Regions from separate parts of the Mus musculus genome. Here region 1 is linked to region 2. A link is a contact called in public HiChIP or PLAC-seq data. All regions are on one chromosome and are shown on one strand. The core of a region is the stretch at or near the end of the contact, and the rest is flanking DNA. Distances in the headings are between cores, read along the strand shown. Region 1 overlaps Gm40128 (a long non-coding RNA gene). Region 2 overlaps Dbt (dihydrolipoamide branched chain transacylase E2).

Region 1 (3,562 bases), core at 160-2,659, 310 kb before region 2:
CATGCCTTTAATCCCAGCACTGCGGAGGTAAAGGCAGGCAGATCTCTGAGGTCTAGGCTGGCCTGGCCTACAGAGTGAGTTCCAGGACAGCCAGGGTAAAACAGAGAAACCTGTCTCAAACAAACAAACAAACAAACAAACAAACAAACAAAAAAGAAGGAAGGAAGGAAAGGAGGGAGGCAGGCAATCAAGCTGAGTGTACTACGCTGTCAGTGCTCCTCCCTGGTTTCTGCTTCAGTTCCTGCTTCTCCTCTTGCCCTGACTTCTCTTTACAGTGGACTGTGATAGAGACATTCGAGTCAAGCAAACCCTTTCTTCCCCTAGCTGCTTTTGATCCTGGTATTTATCACAGCACCAGACAGCAAACTAGAACACAGACTAGGATGTGTGATGCGGTCCCGCGGACAGGGAAGTCATAAGTAAAAACCAAAGAGCAGAGTTCTGTTTCTCTGTCGATAGCAAAGGTTCGCAGACACCCGCTGGTTAAAAAAAAAAAAAACAGCACACGTTTCTTCCCTAACAGAATCTAGGCACAGATTCATGCAGCCCTCTGGTTTTCACCTGCAATCCGGGTATTTTCCAGGGCTCGGATCTCAACTGGAGAGTGATCTGCCTCTGGGTTCATGTGATTGTTAGAGAAATACGACTGCGCTTGTCCTCCTGCACCAATGGCTCCATTTCTTGAAGGCTGACATCCATCACCACACTCAGCTCCTTTTCACAGCACTTCATAGTGTGGCTACGTAGTCACATATGCGAGCCCAGAAAGCGACTGAGACAGCCGGGACATTATACGTACACCACAGGACGAAATCATAGACATAACAAGCCATCCTGTCCGCTATGCCAATGGCAAACTAGTCGTGCGTGCCATCTACATTCAAGGTAAGGAGAAAAGGGCGATTCTCTGGAGGTTTCCATTCCCCAAGCTGATTCTTCAAAAGCTCTTAAAGGCAGGGGAGATCCAGTGTGGACTTAGTCCTGCTTCAGGATAGCATACCACCAAGGAGAAAAAGGCAGTGGATACGTGTGACCCTTAGAGCACAGGGAACCTAGAGGGATTTGGGGACAAGCTGAGGCAGAAGGACGCCTTAAATTCTTTGTATCTAGCCGGGCATGGTGGCGCACGCCTTTAATCCCAACACTTGGGAGGCAGAGGCAGGCGGATTTCTGAGTTCGTGGCCAGCCTGGTCTACAGAGTGAGTTCCAGGACAGCCAGGGCCACACAGAGAAACCCTGTCTCGAACACCCCCCCCCCTCCAAAAAAAAAAAAATTCTTTGTATCTGACCTATTCTTTCTTTGGGCATAGAACCACCTAATAAGGAAAACCCAAGACTGAAGTCAACACATGTAAATGTCCACACGGGGGCAGCAGACACCAGGACATTGTGTTCCGAATGCCTGACTCCGAGGAAGAACAAGTTCATTTCCTTTTATGGCAGCTCACGGCTCCCCCTGTCTGGTCCTTGAATGGCAAGGGAGGTGCTTGCTTGTTTTTTATTCCTCCATCCCCGTAAAGCTCCGTCCCTGATATGTCCCCAATAAAGACAAAGGGCTGTATCCTGCATAACCCGCAGAGCAACAGTGACTGGGGAGCAGCAATGAGGGCCCCCCTGAAACAGGGACTTAAGGAGACTTCCACAGTCCAAGAGCCCACATGTCTAAGTCACAACTGTATCGCAGTCGGTGTCGGGTAAAGCCCGTCTTGTTCAGAGTTGGTCCAGAATTCGTGCCCTCAGTGAAGAAGCTTCAGAAACTCGCTGGCTTCTACCCTGTGAAGATTCAGAAAGGCATCATCTAGGCAGCAGGAAATGAAGCCTCCTTAGACATCAAACCTTCAGTATCCTCGATCGTGGTTTACAACTGTAAGGCTTCGCAACTGTAAAGTACATAATAGCTGGCATTTTGTTATAGTGCTATGAACAGAGACAAAGGAAATTGTAGTGACACATTTTTTATGAAAACACCTCTTGCATTAAAAATAAACTAATTTCCCAGATCTTGCCACCATGTTAATAAGGTGCCTAGAGAGCATTCAAGACTGCATACTTAACCTGCTGTCCTACTATGCATTCAGCCTATTTACGTTTAACCTGCCTTTGAGAGAACAATATACCCAACCTCACTATATCTTGGATTGTACATGGAATCAGCTTTTACAGCCTAAGTTAAGTGATAGCTTTAACCCATTTATAAATGCTTATTTATTTTATGTTGTGATCAAGAATATCTTGCTTGCATGATTGTGTGTGCACTAGGTGCCCCGTCGACCCACAGAGAGCGTCAGACCTCATGAAACTGAAGTTACAGATGGCTGTTACCTGCCACATGGGTACTAGGAAATAAACCCAGGTCCTCTGCAAGAACAAGTATTCTTAACCATTGAGATGTCTCTCCAGCCCTACATAGCTTTAATCTTAAATTACAGACTTCCATGCCCCTGACGCAAAATTATATATGTATGCATGCATGCCTGTATGTGTGTATATATGCATGTATGTATATATGCATGATGTATGTGTGTGTTGTGGTAATCGCTTGCTGAAAATAGCAAACAAGTTGAAAGCAACATTAAAAAATATCAGCCGGGCGTGGTAGCACACGCCTTTAAACTCCAGCACTCGGGAGGCAGAGGCAGGCAGATTTCTGAGTTCGAGGCCAGCCTGGTCTACAAAGTGAGTTCCAGGACAGCCAGGGCTATACAGAGAAACCCCGTCTCGAAAAACAAAACCAAACCAAAACAAAAATATCCACCATAAATGTTGCAAACAACATGGAGAAAGCTTGATAATGTGTGTTTGTAGTTCTGTGGGTTTCTGGGTCAGTCGTGTCAGTAACATGACCTCTTCCCTTATAAAACTCTCCCGCTTACAGTCTGAGCAGTGTCTTCTGTTAGCTCTCCTAGAGTAAGCTCACCTTTGACTGTAGCAACAAACACACAAGAGAATTCTGCCCTCCCCCCAAGGAAAATTAAACTCTCCAGTGACTTGGTTTTGACAAAACCCTGAACTCTTTTGGGCGTCCCCAAAACAACGGCAAGCAGGTATGATGCCTGCTCGTTCTCTCTTTTCATTTTACTGAGTTTGCCCGAGAGACCAACCAGATGAGTCCTGTGGCGCAGTGGTCCGTGCCAGGAAACTGGGTAAGGTTGACTGGGTTCACAGACCCCAGGTCCCAGGGACCCATCTGAGGATGGTAGGCATGTCTCTGCTCCCTACCAAGATTCCTGGCCCAGAACATGTGACCCACAAAGGGACATGACCAGTGGTCATGTAGCCCAAAACAAAGATCTCCCCTTGCTAGTGAGGTATTTAGAGGCCCTGAGGGTTTAGCCAATAAGCTTCCCTTCCTGGACATTCCTTTCTGCAAACGGTATTTAATTTCTGGTCTACCCTGGGGAAGTGATAATGGACCCATTTTCCACAATGAACGGTCAGAAAATGGTATGGATAAGCATGAACCGCCACTTTCACCAAGAACTACCATGGGGAACATGGAGAAAGCCTTTGTCTACAGAGCCATGCTGCCTAAGTCTCCCTCAGAAGGCCCCTCAGGGTTCCT
Region 2 (3,361 bases), core at 369-2,868:
ACAGAGCCGGAGAGAATCTCTGTCAGCTATCCATCTAACAGGAGATTAATATCCCAAACATATAAAGAACTCAAGAAACAAACAGTCAAAAAGACAAAACTCATTAAAAAGGGAGGGGTGGGAATGGGGGCAGGGGAGGTGGGGCTGGGACCTAAACAGAGAATTCTTAAAAGAAAGAAAAAAAACAAAAAGCTAAAAAAATTTCAAAAAAAATGTTCATTTTCCATAGCAATTTGGAAAATACAAATCAAAACAACTTTGAGGACTCATTTTACCCAAGTCACAGTGACAAAGATCAGCAGCAACACAAGTGACAACGAACTCTAGGAGTGCGGGGAAGGGAACCCTCCCTCACTGTTGGTGGGATGGCAAACTGGTTAGGCCACTCTGGCAATCTCACATCTGTGGAGAATTCTCAAAAAGCTAGACTAAATCTACCATATGAGCCTGCCGTTCTACTTGTTGGCATCTGCCCAAAGGAGCCGTACATCCCACTTCCCAGATACTTGCTTGGCATGGTTCTTGCTGACTGCTGCTGTTCACAATAGCTGGGAAATGGAAACAACCCAAATGTCCTTCAGCTGGTGAAAGGACAAGGGAAATGTGACATAATGCACACCTGGAATACTGTGCAGCAGCAAAAAGAAATGAAACCATGGACTTTGTAGGTGAGTGGGTGGAACTAGAGCCAGAAGGACAGACATCATGCTCTCCAGGTGAGTGGGTGGAACTAGATCCAGAAGGACAGACAGACATCATGCTCTCCAGGTGAGTGGGTGGAACTAGATCCAGAAGGACAGACAGACATCATGCTCTCCAGGTGAGTGGGTGGAACTAGACCCAGAAAGACAGACAGACATCATACCATGCTCTCCTTGTTCTGAGGCTCCAAGCCCCAACTCTTTAGATGTGAGCACATATTCTGGAAAACTACAGAAACACACACTACAGAAAGGGACTATTGCTAGGGCGGTAGAGTCAGGAACAACAGAGAGAACAGCAGAGCACACGGGATCTGATAGGGAAAACTGGAAAGATGAGGGGCACGAACTAGGGAGGTGGGAAGAAGATAAATACAAAAGTAAGAGAGAGATACAGTAAGATTAAGGAGGTCTAAAAAGGGCACAAGGAATGATACTATTAACTACCTACCTACACAAACACAAAACAAAATAAACTCTGTAATATACTAAGTCTGTGTATAAATAGTTTAAATGAAATTTTCCCATTTGGGCTGACAATGCTCCTTCCAAAGTTCCACACCAGGCATGAGATGGCCTCTTTTGAGGTGTTGCTCAGAACTACCCAAGAGACTTCCTCATCATCACAGACTATTGCTATTGCCCTTGGAAACCCTAGAGGCGGAATGCAAGTCCCTAACTCGGAAACAACACGACACACTTCAGACACAGGCCCAGAGGCCCCTGAGCTGGAACTGACTCCAGTCCTGCAAGCTTCCAAAGGAGGGAGGCAATCGACAGTCGTCCCCCCCCCCCCCCCCCCCGCAGCTATGACACCTGTGAGCCACAACAAAGACCAGCATGCTTGCACAACAGCCCTAAGCATGCAGCAGGGGTTCCCTGTGGCTCCCAACAGCTCCCTGATTAGACTCAAGGTCACTCAGGCTAGTACAAAAACCCAGACAACCACCCAGGGCTAGTGAGTTATGGATCTGAGAGGAGAGCCTACAGCCCTCACTTCACTAAACCTGAAAAATTTCTAGCTTCATCCTAAACATCTGTCCTTATACGCACAGGTCAGTGCATCCTCATTCCCCTATCAAAGAAACTTCTCAGAGACCATTATACAAAACAACAGCCAGTCAGAATGCAGAGGTGTGGAGCCCAGTCCCAGTGGGTATTCTACAGAACACTCTCAAAGCTAAGCCTTCTCCTTGAGCAAAACGGGACGGAAAGATGCTGAGTCAGAGGATCATGGAATTTGTTGTAAGATTTGTCTCCTAGTAATGTCAGAAGCTACACCCATCAAGTCTCGCCAGCACCACCACCTGAATGTGAGCTAAACAAGGACAACAGCAGACATGCCAAAGTGGACAGGAAAACGATGAGGCCTCAACCCTACAGAACTACAGGCAGCTAAGGAATGCTGAGAGAGGAGAAGCGCTGTTCCCCAGGGAGAGTACAGTGGGTGTCCATTACCAAGTGACAAGCTCTGAAGGCATAATACAAGTAACATTATATAGACTGAGCAGGTCCTATTTATGTATCTGAAAATTATATGTATGTATGTATGAATATCCATATGTAGAATATGTAATATATATGTATATATATATATATATATATACATATATATATATATATATATATATGTACACACACAATTAATGAAAAGAAGCCATGAATTTGAAAAAGAACAGGTATATGGAGAGTTTGGAGGGAAGAAAGGGAAGGGAGAAATGATATATTATAATCTCAAATATATAAGAGATAATTAAAAAAAATAATAACCCAACACACATACAGTAGAGGACTTCAGGGTCTGTGTTCGTTCAGGGATGATGCCCCTAACCCTCATGAGGCTGGAGGCCCCAGGGAGTTTAGAAGTTTGGTTGGGTTGAGGGGTGGGGACATCTATGTGGATACAGCGGGATGGGGAGGAGGTATGGGATGTGGAACAGTCAGAGGGTGGGAAATAAAATATGGACTGTAAAAAAATAAATAAAATAGCTTCCAGTCCGACCTCCGATCAGTTTTAGTAAGAAGGTGCTGTTCCAAAGGCAAGAGGGTGGCAAGTCCACCCGGCCTAAGCAAGGGAGGCAAACCACGCCTCTTTAACCCTCCCCCTGCGGACAGATACATGGTGGCACCTGTGTCTGGCAGAGCCGGTGTGAGAAGAAGAGACAATCCTTCCCTGTCGCCAGGATAATCAAGAGTTTTGGCCGGACCTTTGAGTACACAATGGGATAGTGAGGAGCCCGGAGAAAAGCAGACTATGGCGCTGAAACTGATTAATAAGGAACTTAGTGATTTGGCCCTTGACCCTCCAGCACAGTGTCCTGCAGGTCCAGTTGGAGATGACATGTTTCATTGGCAAGCCACAATTAGGGGACCTAATGACAGCCCATATCAAGGTGGTGTATTCTTTTTGACAATTCATTTTCCTACAGACTACCCCTTCAAACCACCTAAGGTTGCATTTACAACAAGAATTTATCATCCAAATAGTAACAGTAATGGCAGCATTTGTCTTGATATTCTAAGATCACAGTGGTCTCCTGCTTTAACTATTTCCAAAGTTCTTTTATCCATTTGTTCACTGATATGTGATCCAAACCCAGATGACCCCCTAGTGCCAGAGATTGCATGGATCTATAAAACAGACAGAGATACGTACAACA

Evidence for each region. HiChIP or PLAC-seq counts read pairs in DNA pulled down with a chosen protein or histone mark.
Region 1: a contact with region 2 is called in an H3K27ac HiChIP or PLAC-seq map of embryonic stem cells, with 2.3 times the contacts expected there. The contact joins two enhancer-like sites. A contact is called at or near these places in 1 of 15 datasets of contacts at CTCF or cohesin (the NIH/3T3 cell line), 2 of 484 Hi-C or Micro-C datasets (the MNK3 cell line and bone marrow-derived macrophages), 2 of 115 datasets of contacts at active chromatin or transcription factors (embryonic stem cells and microglia) and 1 of 9 other capture datasets (liver).

The regions. Positions count from the first base shown.
Region 1 is chr3:116,834,033-116,837,594 of GRCm38.p6, reverse strand. It overlaps Gm40128 (a long non-coding RNA gene), which reads left to right. Exons shown (of 3, transcript XR_867574.1): 2 at 584-885; 3 at 1,311-2,238. Among named protein-coding and RNA genes, the nearest start is that of Gm40128, 5.7 kb to the left of the region's middle. Within about 2 kb of position 1,409, at least 135 of the 459 cell types and tissues checked have an H3K27ac peak or open chromatin away from gene starts, as enhancers often do. A contact at or near this core is called in embryonic stem cells, where this site is marked.
Region 2 is chr3:116,528,173-116,531,533 of GRCm38.p6, reverse strand. The region is part of intron 3 of Dbt (dihydrolipoamide branched chain transacylase E2); the gene reads right to left. It also overlaps the pseudogene Gm4596. Among named protein-coding and RNA genes, the nearest start is that of Dbt, 17 kb to the right of the region's middle. Within about 2 kb of position 1,618, at least 11 of the 459 cell types and tissues checked have an H3K27ac peak or open chromatin away from gene starts, as enhancers often do. A contact at or near this core is called in embryonic stem cells, where this site is marked.